Regions from separate parts of the Ovis aries genome. Here region 2 is linked to region 1. A link is a contact called in public Hi-C data. All regions are on one chromosome and are shown on one strand. The core of a region is the stretch at or near the end of the contact, and the rest is flanking DNA. Distances in the headings are between cores, read along the strand shown.

The links. A called contact is a pair of places that touch in the nucleus more often than the background predicts.
Region 2: a contact with region 1 is called in a Hi-C map of liver, with 4 times the contacts expected there. The contact joins the enhancer-like site here to the promoter of ZBTB22 in region 1. A contact is called at or near these places in 4 of 16 Hi-C or Micro-C datasets (blood, hypothalamus, liver and 1 more).

The regions. Positions count from the first base shown.
Region 1 is chr20:7,637,236-7,641,839 of ARS-UI_Ramb_v3.0, reverse strand. ZBTB22 (zinc finger and BTB domain containing 22) reads left to right here and starts at 1,814. Exons shown (of 2, transcript XM_042236902.2): 1 at 1,814-1,908; 2 at 2,527-4,604. The coding sequence starts at 2,597. The coding sequence ends at 4,504. It overlaps DAXX (death domain associated protein), which reads left to right. Exons shown (of 8, transcript XM_060403085.1): 6 at 1-355; 7 at 511-730; 8 at 931-1,176. The coding sequence ends at 990.
Region 2 is chr20:7,692,088-7,696,992 of ARS-UI_Ramb_v3.0, reverse strand. No RefSeq gene overlaps it. Among named protein-coding and RNA genes, the nearest start is that of KIFC1, 33 kb to the left of the region's middle. Within about 2 kb of position 2,047, at least 1 of the 54 cell types and tissues checked has an H3K27ac peak or open chromatin away from gene starts, as enhancers often do. A contact at or near this core is called in liver, where this site is marked.

The sequences.
Region 1 (4,604 bases), core at 565-3,064:
AGTCACCATCTTCACCGGCAGAAGAGCCCCCGGCCCCCTCCAGTGTAGTTGCTGAAAGCAGGCAAGAGCACCTCGAGGAGTTGCCGCTGGAGGAAGAGAGCCCTATGTCTCAGCTCTTCGAGCTAGAGATTGAAGCCTTGCCCCTGGATACGACCCCTTCCCCCGAGGAGCGGGACGTTTCCTCTTCCAAGAAAGCAGAGGACCTCCTTACCACTGTGCTGGAGAACGGGGCTGCGATGGTAACCTCCACTTCCTTCAATGGGGGCGTCTCTCCTCACACCTGGGGGGATTCCAGTCCCCCCCGCAAGAAGTCTCGGAAGGAGAAGCAAACAGAAGCCGGGCCGTTAGGAACGAGGTAACAGCAACAAGGAGAAAGAGGGAAGCCATGCAGGGGCTGAAGGGGCTTTCTGAGAGAAATACTGTAGAAAGGAGTCTGGGGAAAAACTGCACATTCCCCCTCCAGCCTCAGGCTCCACATACCTCCCCTCCCACGTGTGTTTCTGTCTCTAGCCATGTGGAAATGCAAGGGGCAGTGCAGAAGAACGGGCAGAAGACACGTACCCTGGCCAGCCCGCCTTCCCCTTTGGCTTCTATGGCTCCAGTTGCTGATTCCTCCACAAGGGTGGACTCTCCTAGCCATGGCTTGGTGACCAGCTCCCTCTGTAGCCCACTTCCAACCCGGTTGTCCCACACTCCCCAGTCACAACCCTCCAGGCCTGGTACATGCAAGGTAAGAGGGGGTGGCTGTGTTTCCTAACTTCATTCCCTTTCATTATTCATTTGGGGTTCTCTGTCTGAATGTTACACCCATTACCTCCTCCCTCTCTCTTTTTTCCCCACCCTAAGTTTTGATCTCTGATAAAGTCCTTCCCTGGCTTCTCCTCCACTATGTTCCAGACCTTTCTGACTCTTTGTCTCACTCCCCTGCAGATGAGTGTGGCCACACAGTGTGATCCCGAGGAGATCATCGTGCTCTCAGACTCTGATTAACCGCCTCCCCCTCCTCCCTGCCCCCAAAATGTTTGGGATGGTATTTGGAGGATGGTAGGAAGCACATGACTGAGGAAGGGATGGACTGAGCTAATCGCCTTATGGTGGTTTCTTTTTAAAAACAACAACAAAGCTTAAGTTTTACACAGAAACATTAATGAACAATAAAGTTCTTTTCTTATTGTATCCCTGTCTTTTCCTTGTCCCGCCCTCACCAGCTGGTGATTGGCACCAGCTGTTCTCTGGCTCAGGGTTAGCCGTTCTCCCGGGACAGCCCTGGATATGCCCTGTCCAGCTGCCTTCACGCCTCTTTGGAGTTTTTCTCATCCTCAGGCCTCCTTGCCCTCTGCAAGGTACTAAAACGTGCTTCAGCCTCCTGAATGCGCTTTTCTTTCCCACTTCGAGCGGTAGCAGTAAAAAAGCCAATCAGGGGCCGACTCAAGGTTATCTAGCCAATCCAGGAGCAGAGGTGGGGGGTGGGGCTTCAGGAGGACTGTCAGAAGCTGGGCGACCGGGGCGGTTAGACATCGTAAACGCGCTAATGGCCACAGCTCAGGGGCGGAGCCCAAGCAGCGAAGGCCTAGACCCATGGCCAATAGGAAGAGGCAGGCTTACCAAATTAAAGGGGAATGAGAGCTTCGGCAGACCCGAGTCCTGAGTCCTTAGCGGCGTACGAAACGTGGTACCTTTAAGGTGGAATGAAACAGCTGTTTTTTAAAGGAGAAGTGGCCGAGTCGGCCGAGTATTGCCCAGCGGCTCGGGCGGGGTGCCCGCCTGTGCCTTTAAAGCCTGAGGGGCGGGAGGCGGAGCGGAGGCGGAGGGCGGAGGGAGTCGGCGCAAGATGGCGGCGGGAGGGGCCCAGGCTGCGGCTCTGGCCGCCGAGTGAGGGGCGGGGGGGGCCCGGGGGCGCGCGGCCCGGTAAGCGGGGACGCGCGGGGTTGGGGGGCGCCTTCCGGGTGGGAGAGGAGGTCGAAGTACCGCTTGGGGCGGAGCAGAGGGGGGCGGGGTCCTATGTGGGCGGGGGTACTCAGGGGCGGAGCCAAAAGGCCATGGGGCGGGTCGTGAGATGGGCGATTAGGGATAACTGGGGGCAAGGGGCGTGGCTAGCCAGGGGCACGGCCTAAAGGGAAATGGTTTTCGATGCCAGAACCGACCTGTCCCCCCAACCCAAGAAAAGTGTACAAAACCCCAGTAAGGTAAATTTTATTAAGTTGGGGTCTCAGGCAAATGGGAATTTCTGAGGGGAGGCACCCCATTCCCCAGGAGTACCTTATTTCTCTAACCTCCAAAGAGCACTGGATTTGGAGTTAGGACTCCTGCGTTTGTGGGTGCTGCCACTTAGTGGTGTGACCTTGGATAATCTCTTAATCTTTCTGAGCCTCAGTTTTGTCATCTGTCAAATGGGGTTGAGAGGAGTGCCTACCTTATAGTGTCCTTGTAGGGGGTTACCCAGATAATAAATGTGAATGTGTTTTTAAACTGTAAAGGGCTGTGTTATTATGAGATGTTATCATTCGTCTCTCTTTTTCTTTCCAGAGACCCCCCCGGCCGCCCTCCTCCTTCCCTTGTTCCTGTGGCTGGGGGGGGTACCCCTTCCCTCCACACCATGGAGCCATCTCCTCTGTCTCCCAGCGGGGCAGCACTCCCCCTGCCTCTATCACTGGCCCCGCCACCACTGCCCCTGCCTGCAGCGGCGGTGGTACATGTGTCCTTCCCAGAGGTGACCAGTGCCCTCCTGGAGTCTCTCAATCAGCAGCGGCTGCAGGGCCAGCTCTGTGACGTGTCCATCCGGGTGCAGGGACGGGAGTTCCGGGCTCATCGTGCTGTCCTGGCTGCCTCTTCCCCTTACTTCCACGACCAGGTCCTACTCAAGGGCATGACTTCCATCTCGCTGCCCAGCGTCATGGACCCAGGAGCCTTTGAGACTGTCTTGGCTTCAGCTTACACTGGCCGCCTCAGCATGGCCGCTGCTGACATTGTTAACTTCCTCACAGTGGGGTCCGTGCTCCAAATGTGGCACATCGTGGATAAGTGCACTGAACTCCTCCGAGAGGGCCGGGCCTCAGCCACCACCACCACCGTCACAACTGCTGCAGCCACGTCGGTCACTGTCCCCGGTGCTGGGGTGCCTTCCGGGAGTGGGGGCACGGTGGCCCCTGCCACTGTGAGCTCCGTGCGCTCCCATGCCTCGAGCCGGGCCAGTGAGAATCAATCCCCCAGCAGCAGCAACTACTTCAGCCCCCGGGAGTCCACTGATTTCTCATCTTCCTCCCAGGAGGCCTTTGCAGCTTCTGCAGTGGGCAGTGGGGAGCGCCGCACAGGCGGCCCTGTCTTCCCTGCCCCTGTGGTTGGCAGTGGGGGTGCTACCTCTGGCAAGCTGCTGCTGGAGGCAGATGAGCTGTGTGATGACGGTGGGGATGGGAGGGGTGCGGTGGTCCCTGGGGCTGGGCTCCGCCGGCCCACCTATGCACCCCCCAGCATTGTGCCACAGAAACACTGGGTATATGTGAAGCGGGGTGGAAACTGCCCAGCATCGGCACCCCTGGCTCCACAAGACCCAGACCTGGAAGAGGATGAGGAGGAGGAAGACTTGGTGTTGACCTGTGAGGATGACGAAGATGAAGAGCTGGGGGGTGGCTCCAGGGTTTCAGCAGGGGGAGGACCGGAGGCTACCCTTAGCATAAGTGATGTCCGGACCCTGTCTGAGCCTCCGGACAAGGGAGAGGAGCAGGTCAATTTCTGTGAGTCCTCCAATGACTTTGGTCCCTATGAAGGTGGGGGTCCTGGGGCAGGGCTTGATGATTCAGGGGGACCAACCCCTTCATCCTATGCTCCAGCACACCCTCCAAGGCCCCTGCTCCCACTGGACATGCAGGGCAACCAGATCCTAGTCTTCCCATCCTCTTCATCCTCCTCCTCCTCACAGCCGCCAGGGAGCCAAGCTGAACACGGGGCGGTGACCCTGGGGGGCACACCAGCAGGGGCCCTGGGCGGGCCAGGTGGTACCGGCGGGACCCCTGGAGGGACAGGCAGTGGGGATGGAAATAAGATCTTTTTGTGCCACTGCGGAAAAGCCTTCTCCCACAAGAGCATGCGAGATCGCCATGTGAACATGCACCTCAACCTGCGGCCCTTTGACTGCCCCGTGTGCAACAAAAAGTTCAAGATGAAGCACCACCTGACGGAGCACATGAAGACGCACACGGGTCTCAAGCCCTACGAGTGCAGTGTCTGCGCCAAGAAGTTCATGTGGCGAGACAGCTTCATGCGCCACCGGGGACACTGTGAGCGCCGGCACCACTTAGGCGGCGGGGGCGGGGCTGGACCGGGCCCCGGGGGCGGGCCCAGCGGAGCGGCCTTGCAGCCCAAGAGAGAGTCCCCCGGCGGCGGCGGCGGCGGGGGCAGCGGCGATGAGACGAGTGGGGCCACGCCCCCGTCCAGCCGATGCGTCTGGTCCCCGCTCAGTGTCCACAAGGTGGAAATGGGCTTCAGTGGGGGCGGCGGAGCAAACTGAAGGGGCGGCCCACCGGGGTAGCTTTCCGGGAAGAGAGATTAGGTATCACGAGTCTGGGGCACTGTGGACCCTAGGTGATCTCCCAACTCACTGTCTTCCT
Region 2 (4,905 bases), core at 798-3,297, 55 kb before region 1:
TAAGTCGCTTCCGTCGTGTCTGACTCTGTGCGACCCCATAGACAGCAGCCCATCAGGCTCCCCCGTCCCTGGGATTCTCCAGGCAAGAACACGGGAGTGGGTTGCCATTTCCTTCTCCAATGCATGAAAGAGAAAAGTGAAAGTGAAGTCGCTCAGTTGTGTCCGACTCCTAGAGACCCCATGGACTGCAGCTTACCAGGCTCCTCCATCCATGGGATTTTCCAGGCAAGAGTACTGGAGTGGGGTGCCATCACCTTCTCTAGTTTCCCTACCAGGGATCAAAACTGCATCTACAGTGGGAACACAAAGTCTCAACCACTGGACCACCAAGCAAGTTCCCTATAACAGGTTTTACATGAAGTATCAAGAGCAAGAATGCCATCCAATGAAATCAAAAACACAGCAGAACAATGTCTCCCAATTTCTTAGGAAATTTTTTTCCAATCTAAGATTCAATACCAAACCAAACTATTAATTAGTTCATGAGGAGGATAAGTACACTTCCAGATGTACAAAGTCTCAAAGCATTTGCTTCTCGTGTATCTTTGCTCTGGAAACTTACAGGATGTGCTCCACCACAACTAGGAGATAAACAAAAAATAATTCTTGATATGCGTGAAACAGGAGATCGAACACAAGACGAGAGGAAGAGAATTCCCAGAAAGACAGTGAAAGGAGACTCCAAAGACCACAGCTGTTCAGCAGGCCATCTGGCAGCCAGTTCCCATAGGAGCTGGCCAGAGGCTTCAAGAGGAAATTTCATTCAGAAAATGTGATAGATGACTTGATGTGTTTGAACAAATCGAAGAGAAATACGTACTAGGAGATATTTGGAGGTTGAATTAATGGTAAGAATATAGAAACAATACACACAAAGGCAATTCTTAGGTCGAGGGGAAGGAGAGTTTATTTAGTGAGTAATGCGTGTGCACTCGTAATATGTTAATGATGAATATCCATTTAAGCAAAATGAACTATATAGTACTAACTCTGTGTGCTGACAGATGGTAACTAGACTTACCATGGTAATCACTTTGTAATGTATAAAACTATCAAATCACTATGTTCTATGCCTGAAACCAATATAATATATTGTATGTCAATTATAATTCAATAAATAGTTTTTAAAAATGAGCTATGTTGCAATTGAGAAGTGGATGGATGGGTGGGAGGAGGGATGTTTCCTAACCATTTGAATCTTTAGACTAAGTACATGAATAATTGATTAAAAAGGACAATGTTGATTAAAAATATAAAAGTATGAAATTGATACCAAAATTAACAGCTAAATGAAATAAGATTGGGACTTCTAAGCTGAAAATGAGGTACCAGTAGGGATCAGCAGTCTACTGATTTTTTTAAAAGTCTCATAAAATTATTTGACTTTGTTTTTCAGTTTCTTCACTGAAATTTTTAAAAAATTATTTATTTTCGGCTGTGCCACCCAGCATGTGGGATTCTGGTTCCCTGACCAGGGAGTGAACCTGTACCCTTTGCAGTGGAAGGGTGGAGTCTTAACCACTGGACCGCCAGGGAAGTCCCTGCAATTTTTTACTGAAGTATAACATGCTTTCCCAAAGTGTACATGTCATAAATATACAACGTGATTTTGATTTTGACACCTATTTTTGTACTGGTCTGTTGTTGTCAAGATGTATTGTGAATATTTTCTGTTACTTTATGAGTTACCTAATTTACTTTTAACTATGTTACACAAATAAAAACAAGACCAAAATTATATGTTTTGTACAAGAAACACATCAAATACAAAGCTATATTTAGGTTAAGGATGTAGAAAGATATACTATGAAACTCTGATCAGAAGAAAGCAGAAGGGCTATATTAATACGTGACAGATAAACTTCACAGTAAGGAATGTTACCCGGGATAAAGAGGAGTCAACTCATGAAGAACATAACAGTCCTAAATATTCACGCATTGAACACAGCTCCAAAATATGAATAGCAACACATACAGAACTGAAAATCAAAATAGACAAACCCACAGTTATAGCTGGAGGTTTCAACACTCCTGTCTCAGTAATCAATGAAACAGGTAGACCGAAGATCAGCAAAGATAAAAAGACCTGAACATGCTCAACAAACTTGACCTAATTGACATTTATAGAACATTCCACCAAACAGAAAAACAACATTCTTTCCAAGAGCACACAATGGGTTCAGCAAGATCAATCATAGTCTGGGCCATAAAACAGCCTCAGCAATTTTTAAATAACTGAAATCATAAAAATTATGTTCTCTGACCACAACTGAATTAAATTAGAACAGTGTCCGGAAAATCTTTCAAATATTTGCAAGTTAAACAACACGCTGCTAAATATTAACCCATGTATCAAAGAGGAAGTCACACAGGAAAGTAGAAAATATTTTGAATTGAATAAAAATAGAAACACAATATATCAAAATGTGTGGGGTATAGCCAAAGTGGTGCCTAAGTGGAAATTTAAGTATTAAACTAGAAAATAAGAAAAGCTTCAAATTATTAATCTATGTCCCTTAAGAGACCAAAAAAAAAAAAAAAAGAGAGTAAATTAAATTCAAAGTGAACTGAACAAGAGGGAAATAAGGAAGATTAGAGAGGAAATCAATAAAATTGAGAACAGAAACACAAATGAGAAAAATCAGTGATACCAAAAGCAATTTATTTGAAAAAACCATTAAAATCATATAAACCTATAAATAGACACATCAAGAAAAACCATGTTTAAAAATCTGTAGGAGCAGAAATCAAATCAGTGCTGGCCCCTGGCTTCATGTTACGGGAGGGGACTGACTGCAAAGGAGCGGGAGGAAATTCTGAGGGGTCTGGAAATGTTCTATATGTTGACTGTGGTAGTGTCTGTGATTGTACGCATTTATCAAAATACATGGAACTCTACACATAACAAGGGTGATTTTACTGCCTGTAAATTATATCTCAATGAACCTGAAGTAAAACAAAATGTAACAGTGCATTTTCGTATTTTACGTAGAAGGAGAATTTCATGAAATTTTTGTTTTGAATGCATGTGTATTCTGGATTGCAGTAAGAAAATGCTTTTTATCCCATCAATTGGAGTTAAAGAAGAAAAAGCAAGTCATTATCTGAGAACGGGCCAAGGTCCTCCCTGTCTTGGGACTTGACATGAGTCGGTCCCTCTGCCTGATCACTGAGATGGTTCGTTCTCCAGCTTCAAGGGAGCCTTTTCCAGGCCACTCTGTCACGAAACCCAATGCCTCTCTGCTCTCTGAAGCAATAATTCTCTCCTGCTGTTTATTTATTTTATATCATTTACTACAATCTGTGCTTATTATTTCTATAGCAGTACACTGAGTCTGTGGGCTTAGAGGTTGTAATCAGATAATAGCTTTATCCTTTGCCACCACTGTTCCTGAGAACCTGCCCTGTGGAGCTACTTCTTTTTCTGCCTCTGAACAACTCAGGAAGGCCACAGAACGTATCTACTCACTATCTCTATAAAAAGCCCTTCACACTTCATTTTAAATTACATTTCATCTCTAGGCCAGCTATCACTGGCATTGAGATAGGTGATATGTGGACCCCTGGGCTGGACAGCTGGTGTTTGTCAAGTGGAGTAAAATTCAAGCTTTGTTCTCACCCAGACACTCCAAGGACAAAGCTAGTGGCAAAAGCTGAAGTAAGGAGATTAGGTGCCCACCCCTGAGGTCAAGGAAAACTTCCCTGTCTGCACACGGGCAGGAAGGCTTCTTGAGAGTCAAAAGGGGCGAGGAGGGGGACCCACTCTATCATAGGTGTGGACATGCACCCACATGCTGCTGTGGTAGAATCCATCTTAGCAGAAAGTTGCACGCCCCTCTTGCGGAGGGCTCAAGGATAGAAACATGCAAAATTGGCCACATGTAAACAAAGACCACGGCTTCCCAGGTGGCTCAGTGGTAAAGAATTTGCCTGCCAATGCAGGAGATGAAGGAGACGGGGGTTCGATCCCTGGGTGGGGAAGATCCCCTGGAAAAGGGCATGGCAGCCCTCTCCAGTACTCTTGCCTGGAAAATGCCATGGACAGAGGAACCTGGTGGGCTACACTCCATAGAGTTGCCAAGAGTCAGACATGACTGAGCAGCCGTGCAACGCATGCTCGCAAAGACCTGGAAGGACTGCCCTACATAAGAGATTTAAATTACCTCTCTGCTGTGCTCCTCATTCAGGACACCTCCACTCCTCTCCGGCTGTGTATTTCTGCCTTGCTTCTGTCTTAAATAAACAAACAGTTTCTCTGTGTGCTTTCCCACATGTTATTATGCTGTCTCTCTAATAATAAACTTAGTCTCTAATAATAAACTTTGTCCCTGTTTTCAGTTTTTGCCTCCTTGAAACATTCTTACTTTCAAAAAGAGGCAGGGGTAGGGGTGGGGGGCGGGGCGGCGCCTAAGGAGGAAGCCAGGATGACTTTGCTCCTATCCTTGAGCCCTGGTGGTCCAGTGGCTAGGATTCTTGGTCTTCATATAGGCTACCCAGGTTTAAGGGGCTTCCCAGCTGGCTCAGAGGTAAAGAATTTGCCTGCCAATGCAGGAGACACAAGAGACACCAGTTTGATCCCTGGGTCAGGAAGATCCTCTGGAGGAGGAAATGGCAACCCACTGAAGAATTAATGCTTTTGAATTGTGGTGCTGGAGAAGACTCTTGAGAGTCCCTTGGGCTGTAAGGAGATCCAACCAGTCCATCCTAAAGGAAATCCATGCTGAATATTCATTGGAAGGACAGATGCTGAAGCTGAAGCTCCAGTACTTTGGCCCCCTGATGTGAAGAGCTGTCTCATTGATCTTGATGTTGGGAAAGATTGAAGGCAAAAGGAGAAGGGGGGAGCAGAGGATGAGATGGTTGGATAGCATCACTGACTCAATGGACATGAATTTGAGCAAACTC